2 separate regions of the Rattus norvegicus genome follow, and region 1 is linked to region 2. Evidence: chromatin contacts called from public Hi-C data. All regions are on one chromosome and are shown on one strand. Each heading gives the region's core, a stretch centred on a gene start, on an enhancer-like site or on the middle of the called end of the contact. The rest is flanking DNA. Distances are from core to core; before and after follow the strand shown.

Region 1 (6,163 bases), core at 1,697-4,196, 100 kb before region 2:
GTGTGTGTGTGTGTGTGTGTGTTGTCTTGGGACCGCTAGAAGAATCATTACCAATGCAGTAGGTGCTTCAGGTGAGTTCTCGGCAGAGAGCTCTTCAGGGACCTGCAGAAGTCATCCTGTCAGGGAAGTCATCTTTAAATGCCCGCCACTTCAGAGACACCCAAACTGGACTGACGGCAAATCTTTCCCTTGTTGTCCTCCCAGCTTTGAACCTAGAAAGCAAAACCAGTGCAAGCAGGCTGGGAGCTGGGAGTCAGGGCGCAGATGGACCCTCCTTTCACCCTTGGCTTCTAGGCTAGAAGCAGACCCCATGTTTTCCCCCAAGGAAAGGAGATGAGGTTTTTATGGGATTGTCCTTATTGACATGGCTATACTGGAATTTCATGTGGAAAACTGTACACATGCCAAATGTGGTGAGGAATGACCACAATAGGATAGTTATTTGTCTTTTTGTTTATTTTGGGTTTTTGAGGCAGAGTTTCTCTATGTAACCCTGGATGTCCTGGAACTTGCTCTGTAGACCAGGCTGAGATCTGCCTGCCTCTGCTTCCGAGTGCTGGGATTAAAGGGGTGTATCACTGTGCCCAGCTCTAAGATATTTAATTTTTAGTTATAAAAGCCACTTTACTCTTTTACTTTTTGTCTGCCAATTTTGTTCACTAAAAAGTCCTTCGTTTAAACTATGTGGAAATTACAGAAAAATCACGAAAGCTTTTCCATCCCCTCACACATTTCTCTAACCCCTAGTGCTTACAGGAAGCATGAGAAGCAGCCTTAAGGTGGCAGCTTCTGGGAAGGACAAAGGGAAGTGAATTTGCAAAGAGCATCAAGGGACTTAAGTTTTATAATGTTTTATTTTACGGGGAATGGCAAAATAGTAATCTCATTAAGTAGTGGGTTGCTCTCCGTGCCTTTCTATGTGTTTGAAGTTTTTTAAAAAGGAAGTTTTCTTTCTTTCAGAAAAAAAAAATTGAGTTTCCTCCTGTGGGAAGTGGAGAACTGTTTGTGTGATTTTTATTGTTGAAGTAAACATGGCTTTATGGCTTCTCTGCTCTGTGCATGCAAATTAGGACACTTAAGTGAGCTGTGAGGTTGGTCCACCTGAGTACCCATAGCTTTCATTTCCTCTCCTGCGTCACCTCTCACGGTGAAGTGCCATGGTGCCGGGCATGGGGAGGTGAAAAGTTGCACTTTTCCTAATAGATGCATCTCTCCAGATCTGCAGTAGGCAGGGCCTGCTTCTAAGCAATTACCCGTCATTGGGGGCCATCAGATACACTGCTTTGGTTCAGGTCATAATCAATAATTCATATGTCAATAGGAGAGCCATTAGCTCAGGTGGAGGCAGCTGTCTTTCTAATAAAAGGGTTCTATTTTCCAAATAACTTTTCTTTTTCACAGAGAGTTGTGGTTATAGAAGACATAAAAAGGTGGAAAACTGTGTTGGAGCTTCCTGAGCAAACCAAAGAAAACCTGGTCGCCGCCCTACAAGAATTAAAGAAGAAGATACCCTCCAGGGAGGTGTTGCGGTCGACAAGGATAGGTATGGTCCTGGGCCCTGGGAAGCACTTCCTGGTGTCTCCCTTCTTCCTGTACGCCATGAGTTACCTGACCCATCGGTGCTTTCCACACTGTCGCTGGAGGGACTGCTGTGTAGAACACTTCTAGCCTCAGGCTAGGAATTTATTGTGAAAAATAATAATATATAGTAAACTATAGCAATACATAGTAAAATAGTAATGTATAGTAAAGTATAGTAACATACAGTAAAAATTTTTAAAAAATGAAATGAAAACACACAAAGCACAGTCCTCAATCTTTTAAATTTTTTGCCTTCATTTTACTGTGCTGGGAATGGGCTTGGGTGTGTGTTTGACGCAGTGTACATATGGAGGTCAGAGGACGGGTTAGCGGATGTTTGCTCTTTCCCTCCAACATGTGAGTCCTGGGATCAAACTCAAGTTGTCTGGTTTGTTGGCAAGCACCCTTACCCACTGAGCCACCTTGCTATACCCCCTCTACCTTTTCATTAGAGTTATCAGAGGTGCTAGCTTATAATAACAGTTATTATATAAAGTTTTAAAAGCATGTGTCCAATATCTGTGCTTACCGTATAGAGCACCTACAGGTGACATTTTGAGTGTGCCTGATGCTGACTGTGCAAACTGATTAAGACTTGGTTGTGACCTTGAGGATCTGAGGGTTTGGTAGAGAGGTGATGGTGTACACAGACAGGAGCAGTACTCTACCGTAGCTATGAATGAGCACATCTGACACTGTCCGCTCAATCTGGAGCGTCTGTATGCGATCAGAAAGGACGGAGCAGTGGCTGCAGTCTGGGGACTTCGGGAAGGCCCCATAGAGGAGGTGGTGATTCAGTTAAATCTTGAAAGAAATTCAGCTTAATCTGTCACCAGTGGCAGTAACTGGCGAACTTGGTTTATAAAACAAAAACGATAGCAACACTTGCCACCGTGTCACTTATTATGGCTTTGGAGATATTTCAGAGGTGAGTGAGGGACCGAGTTGAATTGCCGTTTTAGCACAGCACACAACTGTGGATAATATGCAAGGGAAGAACAACATGTGTTCCTCAAGCTGCTCTCGGCTCCCCGGGGAGCTCAGGGCGGGCCTGCACAGCTGCTGCCTCTGCCCTCACTAGTGCTGCCATCGCCTCCTCTGCCTCCCCTTGACCTCCTGTTCCTGAGAAGCAGGAGAGAGCAGCCTCACACTGTCACTAACAGCTGGGAAGAGCTTTACGGAGTCCCCAGGGAGCCCCCAAGAGTCTTAGAGTTGCACCCCTGTAATATAAACCAGAATCTGAGGAAATTAGATGCTTAAAGAATATAAAACCCTATCATTATAGCCAAGGAGATGCTCCCATCTGCTGCCGGGTTTGCTGTCTTTATAGGTTGTGGTCACTAGAGGGCAGTACGACCATTCACATGAGCCTGTAAGGGCTTTCCACCGGTAGAGGGTACTAGTGTTTAATATTTTAGGACCTGCTTATTGATGCATGTATGTGCGTATGTGTTCCTGTTTAGACACATACCACAGATACCATACGTGATCAGATCCTAAATCTCAACATGATAAGCTAAGACTGTCTTAAAGATGCAGCAGGTGATAATTTTAAAAACCATTTCTGTTTGACAGATGAGTGTAGTGAGTATTTTCAAGAATGGGTGTGTCAGGTATCCAGAGATTACAGCCAGGGGCCGGAATGGAACTACCATGAGGTTTGACTTAGCAGGAATTGGAACCCATCCAGCTGTTGAACCCTGACCTTACCCGAGCCTTCCTTAAACTGAAATCCCATGGGATGCAGAGGGTTCGTGGTTCCTCTACAGTTGTATCAGATGAAAATCTTACTTGGATCATTTCCTGAGAATGTTTATGCTTCAACTTTTAGCCTTCCTGCCTCCCTACCTCGAGGGATGTAAGCACCAGATATCACAGAGTGTCCTCTGTGTGCTGGGAGCTATGGGGGATAACGGAGACAGCAACTGCTCCCTTCTTTTTGGAGCTTTAAGTCTGATGGAGATATAGGCAGTTTATAGACTTTGTTCTGTAGCTTAGTACAGTGCTCTGAGGATGGGGCGCGGCTAGCCAAGTGTATGGAAGTAGGAAAGAAAGTGTTGAGGGATGTGTCAGGCAGAGATGCATCGTGGGAGCTGCGTGAGGGTGGAGGTGGGAGAGAGAACACAGTCCCGTTCCAAAAGCCCCGAGTTGTTAGGTGTATTTAAAACGTAATATGCCAGAGAGTATGGCAAGAAAGGCAGCCGAGAGACAGTCTGGACCAGATGGAGAAGGCTTTTTGTAAGCAATTCAAAACTGGTTGGTTCTGGCAATGGATTAGTTGTCTATTACTATATAAAATTTCCCTAAAATCCGCTGCTTAAGAAAGCATTGTTTCTCATAGTTCCTCTGCCGGTCAGCAATCCAGGGGCCAGCTTGTGGGACTGGCTCTGGCTCAGAGTGGGTTTGGTTTGGTTTGGTTTGGTTTGGTTTGGTTTGGTTTGGTTTGATTAGGTAGGTGCTCTTCCAGTCAGCCTGGCTACAATGACCGTGAGCTCCTGATTCTCTTCTCACCATCTCCTGAGTACTGTGCAGAGGTCTGCACCAGCCCTCCCTGTCTTTTAAGAGCTTCTTATTGGTCTGTTGCTTAGAGCTTCAGGCATCCAAGGGCTTCCTAGATGCACATTTTTTTTTTTTTTTGGTTCTTTTTTTTCGGAGCTGGGGACTGAACCCAGGGCCTTGCGCTTCCTAGGTAAGCGCTCTACCACTGAGCTAAATCCCCAGCCCCCTAGATGCACATTTTAAAGGCTTGCTCAGAGAAGGCCCTTAGTTCCTCGGCCTGTCCTCATGGTGGCCCTCACAGCAGCTGAAGTCCCCAGGGCCAGAGTTCCCAAAACGGACAAGAAAGTGAAACAGCAACTGATACGGAAGTCACAATTTGTTTGTTTCTTTGGTTGTGTTTTTTTTTTTTTTTTTTTTTTTTGAAACTGAGTTTCATTGTGTAGCCCCAGTTGGCCTGAAACTCACTATGTACCTCAGCCAGCCTCAAACTTGTGATTGTCTTATCTCAGGCTCTCAAGTGCTAGGGTTACAGGCATGAGCCACCATACCTGGCTTCTAACTATTCTCTCTTCAAATGCGCTTTTATTTTCTATAGTCCCTCCTGAGAGTCTACAGGTAGACTGTGTTAGACCTGTTCTTCATATGTTTATGCCATATTTTTTTTTCTTCTTTTTTGGACTGAACCCAGGGCCTTGCGCTTGCTAGGCAAGCACTCTACCACTGAGCTAAATCCCAAACCCCTATGCCATATTCTTTATCCCTTTATGTCTGTCAGAATTCTAGCTAATTTCTTCAGATACATGTCTTCCAAATTACTAATTCTTTCTTCTGCTGACTCTAACTCATTCATGAGCTCTTTATTCCAAAGCCAGTTTCTGTTTTCATCTTTCCTATTTTCTCTAGAACCATAGAACATTCCAGAGGAAGTGTCCAAACAGATGTTGGACACAGCCTTTAATCCCAGCAGTCAGGAGGCAGAGGCGAGGACATCTCTGAGTCAAGGGCAGCAGTGGGGCTACACAGAGAAACCCTGTCTCGCAAGACCAAACAAACAAAACAAAAAACGATATTGGATGGATAAAGCCCAAACTAAAGAAAGATGGTAACCATTTCAGCAGGAGTTACTTACTATCAACATAGAGCTAGGAACTGAGGACAGAACTAGATAAGCCTCTGCAGGAAGACTATAAGGAAAACAAGGAGCCAAGTCCACAATCCTGATGCACTCCACTATTTAAGGGATTTATAGGACCATTCTGAGAAAGTTGGCCAGAGAAACAGAAGAGAATGTTGTCACTGGAAAGAAAGAAAAGAGTTGGGGTTTGCGGGGAAGCACCATCAGCCATATCCGAGGTTATCTCTGTGCCAAATAAGCTTAATCTAAAAACGGAATAGGTAGTTTTGGAACAATCTCAGAAGCAAGATGGGGGCAGGAGCGTGAGGAGCAAAGGAAGGGTGCAGAAAAGAGAATGCTTTTGAGAAGTTTGCTATTAAAGGGTGACAGGATAAGGAAGGGAAAGGAGATGGATGAGAACGGGGTTTTAGGTAGGAGAGAAACGTAATGTTGAACGCTAATGAGAAGGATCCAGTCGAGTGAGAGGAGTTTGCATAGAGGAGGCTCACAGGGCGAGGTCTGTGTGTTAACTAATGAGTAGCGTGCCGATCAGCAAGAGCCTTGGATCATTTGATCTGTATTTTATCTTCAATCTGGAATCATTCACTCACTTGACACATAAAGGACCTTAATATACCATGCCTTATGCTGAAGGCCAGACAATGATGCTTGGTCTGTGTTTGTAAGATCCTCAGTTCTTGCTTAGAAAGGAAGCGTGTGAGTGTGTACTTATAATTGACCTTTGAAAATATGGAAGTCAGGGCGTGCACTGGAGCCCATGAGGGTACAACGCGCACTCTCCACAGAGTAGGAAGGGTTTGCACAGACACGTACTTTCCGTAGGTCAGAATGAACTCCTGTTCATTTCAGGCTGAGGCATGAGAAAAGAAAGCCCAAAGTCCTGAGACAGCACCCTAGAACACAGATGCCTGGGGAGGGTGGCAGCAGCAGGTCCAGGTGTGTCTGCCT
Region 2 (5,939 bases), core at 1,429-3,928:
ACACAGAGAAAGTCTATCTTGAAAATCCAAAGAGAAAAAAAAAAGCTGTTTTGTAAGACTTGCCAAGTTTTGTACTATCACTTAATTTTCTGTTACCTCAGGTGATTACTATATACTGAACCACTATATACTGAACACGTGAGTACTATGAAGTGAATGAAGGAGTTAGAATGGGAAGAGAAAGTCCTTAAGCTCCAGAGTAACAGCAACACTCCTTATGTACTTGTCTGTATAATACCAAGTTAGTTTGCTCACTCACAATCCTCAGTGGCTTGATAGTGCCTGGGGTATAACAGGTATTCAATGGGTATTGAATGTTTAGTGAAATAATTATTAGGTTCAGTGTTAAACATTACAGATAACTCAGTCCATTTTACAATTCGGGAAATAAAGGCACCAAGAGGTTAAGGGGCTTAGACTACATCCACATAGCTAATAGGTTGAAATAGGTTGAGTTTAGGTCTGGACCTTGCTCCTTGGATCTACCTGCTTCCATTATAAGGGCTTCTTTCTCTCCATTGTCCAGTCAAGGAAGTCATCCCATAGCAGGGGCACTGGGCAGGGCAGGGCAGGGCAGGGCAGGGCAGGGCCGGATAGATGTTGCCACTCTGGGCTCCTCACCTGGCTCTCAGGTGGCTGCTTCCCACTCAGCAGGCTCATGTCATTTTTGGCTTGGGCTGTGTCCCATCTTTCCAGGTCTCGGTAATAGAGGTCAAACACACAGGGCGAGCAGCCACTACCACAGCACTGGGAGGGCAAGGGTTCCACAGGCTTTAACTGCAACCAAGCCTCAGCATGGTCATCCTCCCTCTCAGCCATTGTCAGCGGGGCTTGGGCAATATGGGGGTGTGGGGTGGTGGTGAAATAGGCCAGGCTCCTCTTTGCTGTCTGCCTGGGAGAAGGAAAACATGGCAGTTATACCCTGTTATCTCTCTCACACTTTCTTTTTTTTTTTGGTTCTTTTTTTCGGAGCTGGGGACCGAACCCAGGGCCTTGCGCTTCCTAGGTAAGCGCTCTACCACTGAGCTAAATCCCCAGCCCCTCTCTCACACTTTCTTCAAGGCCCACCAGGTAGTCTATGGGGATAGAGATGGCTTAACCAGAGGCTGTCACACAGGAAACACTTATAATTATTGGGGTTTTGTGTGTGTGTGTGTGTGTGTGTGTGTGTGTGTGTGTGTGTGTGTGTGTGAAGTAAATCTTAGCAGAGAAGGGGATTTGGATTCAGAAGAACTTTTCTACTGTGCAAGAAGCTTCAGTATGTTTCTGAAGCTGGGGAACCAGGGAGAATGAAGTTGTGTCTTACTCTTTCTGTATTCTGCCAAACACCCTGCATACGGGAAGCTCCCACTGACTGGTGAGTGTTCACTCTATGGTCTGGGAGCTAGGTACAGGGTTAGGTGCTGGAAGGCAAGAGAAGTGCACAGGACACAGTCCCTGTCCTTGTTAAGACCTGGCATGGTGCTACATCAATCTTATTTACAGCATGCACTGTATCAGATACACGAGTGAATGATGTCTCTCTTTACGCCAATTACACTTAGGGTTTGGGGAGGGGGTGTATTAAAATCAGACAAATGAAATGCTTTGTTAACTGTAAATTGCTGTACAGCCTGAGAGTTGGTTATATTGTCCTCTGCCTTTTTGCTTTCATGGGGGTTAAATAGTCCTATTGTCTCAGTTACTTTGGAAATTGGTAGACAAGTTGGTCATATCAATCTCAGTTTTAAAGACATGATTCTTTCCTATCTGGGAGGCACAATCCCTGTTGCAGCCTCGACCTGGATGCCTATCCCTACTCTTCAGGCCTTGGTTGAAAGGTCATCTCCTGTCAGAGACCTTCCCAAGTGTTGCACTTGTCATCACCAAGCACTTGCTTTATTCTAGTATGTATTCATTCGTTAAACATGAACTGTGAGTCTCGCAACTGCTCTAGAAGTCAGGGAGAGCTCACAGGACAGTCACTAAACAAAATAAAAATAGCAACTTTGACAGTGGTCAAACAAGAGGAAAGACCTTAAGGACATAGACAAGAAGCATGTGTGTGTTGCCACCGTTCAAGTCGTACACTCATGTACTCACTGGGTGGTCCCTCAACGTATGCTTTACACACTCACCCCGACCCCTACCGTGAGCCTGCCAGAAGTTAGTGCTGAGCGAAGGAGCAATTCCCGGCTCTGGTCCCCTCCAGGAATCAGAAATCTCAGAAGAGCAAAAGTAACTTGCTTTCGGCGCTGGGCTGAGTGCCGAGGTGGCGTAGAGGTAAGCGAGGGCAACAGTGAGAAGGGTGGAGAGGAGGATAGTTCCAGAACTCACTAGGGGTCGAACCTGCTAAGACATTTTAACTCCTAATTTTACAGCGAGGAGACTGGGCCCTCTGAAATACTAAATGCCTAATGGTCAAAGACGTCCAAAGTACAAGTTTGAGGTCCCTACACTCCTCCGCTACGGACTCAAGCACCACCACCACGCTCACCTACCTACCAGCAAGTCTCCTCAAGTGGGGTACTTCAGAAACCCCAAGCAAAGAGCGCTTTGCAGGTTCCACCTATAAGGATGGGAACTGCCCAAGGGGCGGGGACAAAGCAAGGATTTTTATTTGTGATTGGGTGAAGTGTCTGTCAATCGCAAAATGAGCCACTGCGCTCCGCCCCTTTCGCTCCCAGCAGGCCCTGCCCGGGCAAAGATGGCGGCGTCCAGGTAGAGGTGCAGTGAAGACCCGAGTCGGTATGGCCTTGGCGTCCGGGCCCGCTATGCGGGCACTCGCTGGCTCTGCGAGGCTCGGCCTCGGGGGCTACGGGGCCCCGAAACGCGGAGCGTATGAGTGGGGTGTGCGCTCCACTCGGAAACCGGAGCCTCGCCCCCTGGACAGGGTGTACGAGATCCCTGGCCTGGAACCCATTACCTACGAGGGCAAGAAGCACTTCGTCCCGTGGCTGGCGAAGCCGATCTTCCCGCCGTGGGAGCGCGGCTGGATTGACCCACGGTTCCACCGTGCGGCCCCCATCCACGAGCAGCCTCTGTACAAGGAGCAACCCTGCTACATCTTCCACCAGCGTTGTCGACTCCTTGAGGGTGAGGCCTCAGGACAAACGGGAGGAGACCCTGTTATCAGCTCAGCAATGATCCCGACCCTGGGGAAGTTTCTTCCTCTGCGAAGTAGAATCTGAGTGACATCCGTCTTCCAAGAGTTGTCAGGATCAAGGGCAGTATTTGTGAGAGGGAGCAATGGAGAATGAGTGTAGCGGGAGGTGATCTGTTTACATTCATGGAGAAGGGATAGTGAAGCAGGTCTACAACGCTACTTTCCTAGGTTAGTGTCTTTTGTTAAATAGGTCTGGGATATGTTTTCAAAGACCCGAAAATCTGCCCACTTAAGAACAGGTCATAGTGTCTTGTGCCTGTTTCCTGAGTTGGAGGCCAGCCTGATCTACAGAGTGAATGAATTCCAAGACAGCCAGGGATACACAGAGAAACACTTTGGGGGGTGGGGGGTGGGGATAATGGTGGTGATGGTGGTGGTGGCACAGCCTCCTAAAATGCCCACTTCTATGCCTGCAAACTGATTTTTCTAGCCATTAACCATTTTCAGTGAACTCAGGTGCTGTGAAGGATCTCACAGACATGACTCTTTTAAGTGACCCTGACAATAGTGGACGGATGTGTTTCAGAAGTTAAGATTGCAGTCGGGAGGTGGTGGTGCACACTTTTAATCCTAGCCCTGGGGAAGCAGAATCAGGAAGATCTCTGGGAGTTCAGGCCAACCTGGTCTACAGAGTGAGTTCCAGGATAGCCAGGGCTACACAGAGAAACCCTATCTTAGAAAAAAGATCAGAGGCTAAGATTGCACTCATTGAACCAGTCTGGAAATGTATCTTCTATCCTACACTTCCTCAAGGTACAGAGAGGTCTTATAAAGTCACAATAAACGCTTGTAAGATATGGGCCTGAGGGGGTTGGGGATCTAGCTCAGTGGTAGAGCGCTTGCCTAGGAAGCGCAAGGCCCTGGGTTCGGTCCCCAGCTCTCAAAAAAAGAACCAAAAAAAAAAAAAAAAAAAAAAAAAAAGATATGGGCCTGAGAAGAGGATTGGGGTTGTGGAGAGATTGTGGACTTCATGGTAGACAGGCTCAGTTTCTCCTCTTACCTGTATCACCTTAAAGATAAGCAACTTGAGGCAAACTCAGTCTGTCCAGGTTTCCCCTTCATGTCAGAATCCCATCTAACTTATAGTAAGTTCATGGCACAGGAGGAGACATTCAGTAAATAGCAGCTCTAAGGACTACATAGTTTGCTCTGTGCTAGAGAACCATAAAACCTGGCTTGAGATTGCTAGCAAAAAAAAAAAAAAAGAAAATCACAGAGCTGGGGTTTTATTTGAAGGGCCAGTATCCACTGAACTAGTCTCACACCTTTGATTTCTCTGTGGGGAGTCAGCAGGGAACTCGGCGCCTTGGGCATGGTTTGAACTCCTTCCATTTTTAAGCACTTATTCCCGTAGTCTACTCTTACCACCTGGAAGTTTCGTTTCTCAGATATCTCAAAAACAAAACCAGCTCTCTGTTGAGGCAGCCTCTTCTCTGTGGTGCTCCCTGCAGGCATGAACATCCCTTCCTAAGCTGTCCCCTCTCTTTCTTTTTCTTCTTCTTTTTCTTTTTCTTTTTCTTTTTCTTTTTGGTTGTCCCAAAGGTATGAAGCAGGCTCTCTGGCTTACTAAGACCAAGTTAATAGAGGGTCTCCCCAAGAAAGTGCTTAGTCTTGTTGATGATCCAACCAATCACATCGAGAACCAAGAACAACGTGTTCTGGATATCATCTCTCATTCCCGGCTCTGGCACTCCACTGAGGACATCCCCAAGAGAGAGACTTACTGGTGAGTTTCCTCCAGATAAGATAACTGAGGAGTGTTGGAAGTTACATGTTGCTTTAAGTCTCTAGATATCTTTTTTTTTTCTCCAAGCCCGCTCATTGTGGACAACCTCCTACAGCTGTGTAAGTCCCAGATTATCAAGCACCCTTCTCTAGCCAGGCGGACCTCTGCCCAAAACTGCTCCTTAGCCACCACCTGGAATCGAGGTTAGTCATCCTATGTACCAGAAGGCCTTGCTGGGCCTTTTGTTGTTGTTGCTTTTCTGGTTGTGTTGTGTGTCTGATCCTTCTGTCAGCCCTACCACCAGATCTCATCTCTCACATTCATCTCCTGCTACCTATTCTGTGGGTTCAGAAACACCCTTGATAGTGTCTCACTACATAGCACAGGCTGGCCTCAGACTGTGATCCTCTAGTCTGTACCACCATGCCCAACTTTCTTGTTTCTGTTTTTATCTCCTTCTAAAACTTTATTCTACCAGTGTCGGCTGATGACTGTATCCATTGAGCCCCACAGTATGCTTGGGAGTGTCAAGACGACCCCACAGCCAGGGAAATGGTAGAGCACACTGATCTCTCCCTCACCAACGCTGCACCTTTGCTTCCCTTCCATGGCTGTGTGAGCAGAGCTGCTAGAGTGGCTCATCACCCTACACTGTCATTTGTCATGTGACACCAGGCCCTCTGTGCTGCGGCCTCCACCTAGCCCTACGTGTGTCACTTGTTCTGCTGACCCCTCCCCATGTCCCTGAGTTTGCCAGGGAGAGCTCGTTGGTATATAGCTTTCTCACCTGTTTGCTTTCGCACATGCTGTGTACTTGGCAGTGCCTGTTGGTGTTCCCGACAGCAGTGTCAGTCAGGAGCTCAAACAGATAGAATTAGGGAGCAATAAACCCGCAGTGGAATATGTGGGACTTAGGATGTCGGTGTGAGCGGGTTTTCTCCTCTTCCCCCTATGCTTATGGACTTCTGGCAAGGAGTCAGCCTGGCAGAGGTAATGGTACCACTAAGGAAATTAGTGCACCTCATTAATGGAGAGTACTTGTTGGCCCATTGTCAAGTATTACCTCTA

The links. A called contact is a pair of places that touch in the nucleus more often than the background predicts.
Region 1: a Hi-C map of frontal cortex shows a contact between it and region 2, with 2.0 times the contacts expected there. The contact joins the enhancer-like site here to the promoter of Mrpl37 in region 2. A contact is called at or near these places in 5 of 12 Hi-C or Micro-C datasets (the A7r5 cell line, Schwann cells, frontal cortex and 2 more).

What each region holds. Positions count from the first base shown.
Region 1 is chr5:127,174,779-127,180,941 of GRCr8, reverse strand. Tceanc2 (transcription elongation factor A N-terminal and central domain containing 2) reads left to right here. Exons shown (of 5, transcript NM_001014260.2): 3 at 1,402-1,543. Among named protein-coding and RNA genes, the nearest start is that of Trnaa-agc38, 5.2 kb to the right of the region's middle. Within about 2 kb of position 2,946, at least 12 of the 93 cell types and tissues checked have an H3K27ac peak or open chromatin away from gene starts, as enhancers often do.
Region 2 is chr5:127,071,706-127,077,644 of GRCr8, reverse strand. Mrpl37 (mitochondrial ribosomal protein L37) reads left to right here and starts at 2,678. Exons shown (of 7, transcript NM_001004235.1): 1 at 2,678-3,075; 2 at 4,688-4,871; 3 at 4,959-5,074. The coding sequence starts at 2,730. It overlaps Cyb5rl (cytochrome b5 reductase-like), which reads right to left and starts at 2,532. Exons shown (of 7, transcript NM_001411873.1): 1 at 2,481-2,532; 2 at 622-892. The coding sequence starts at 819.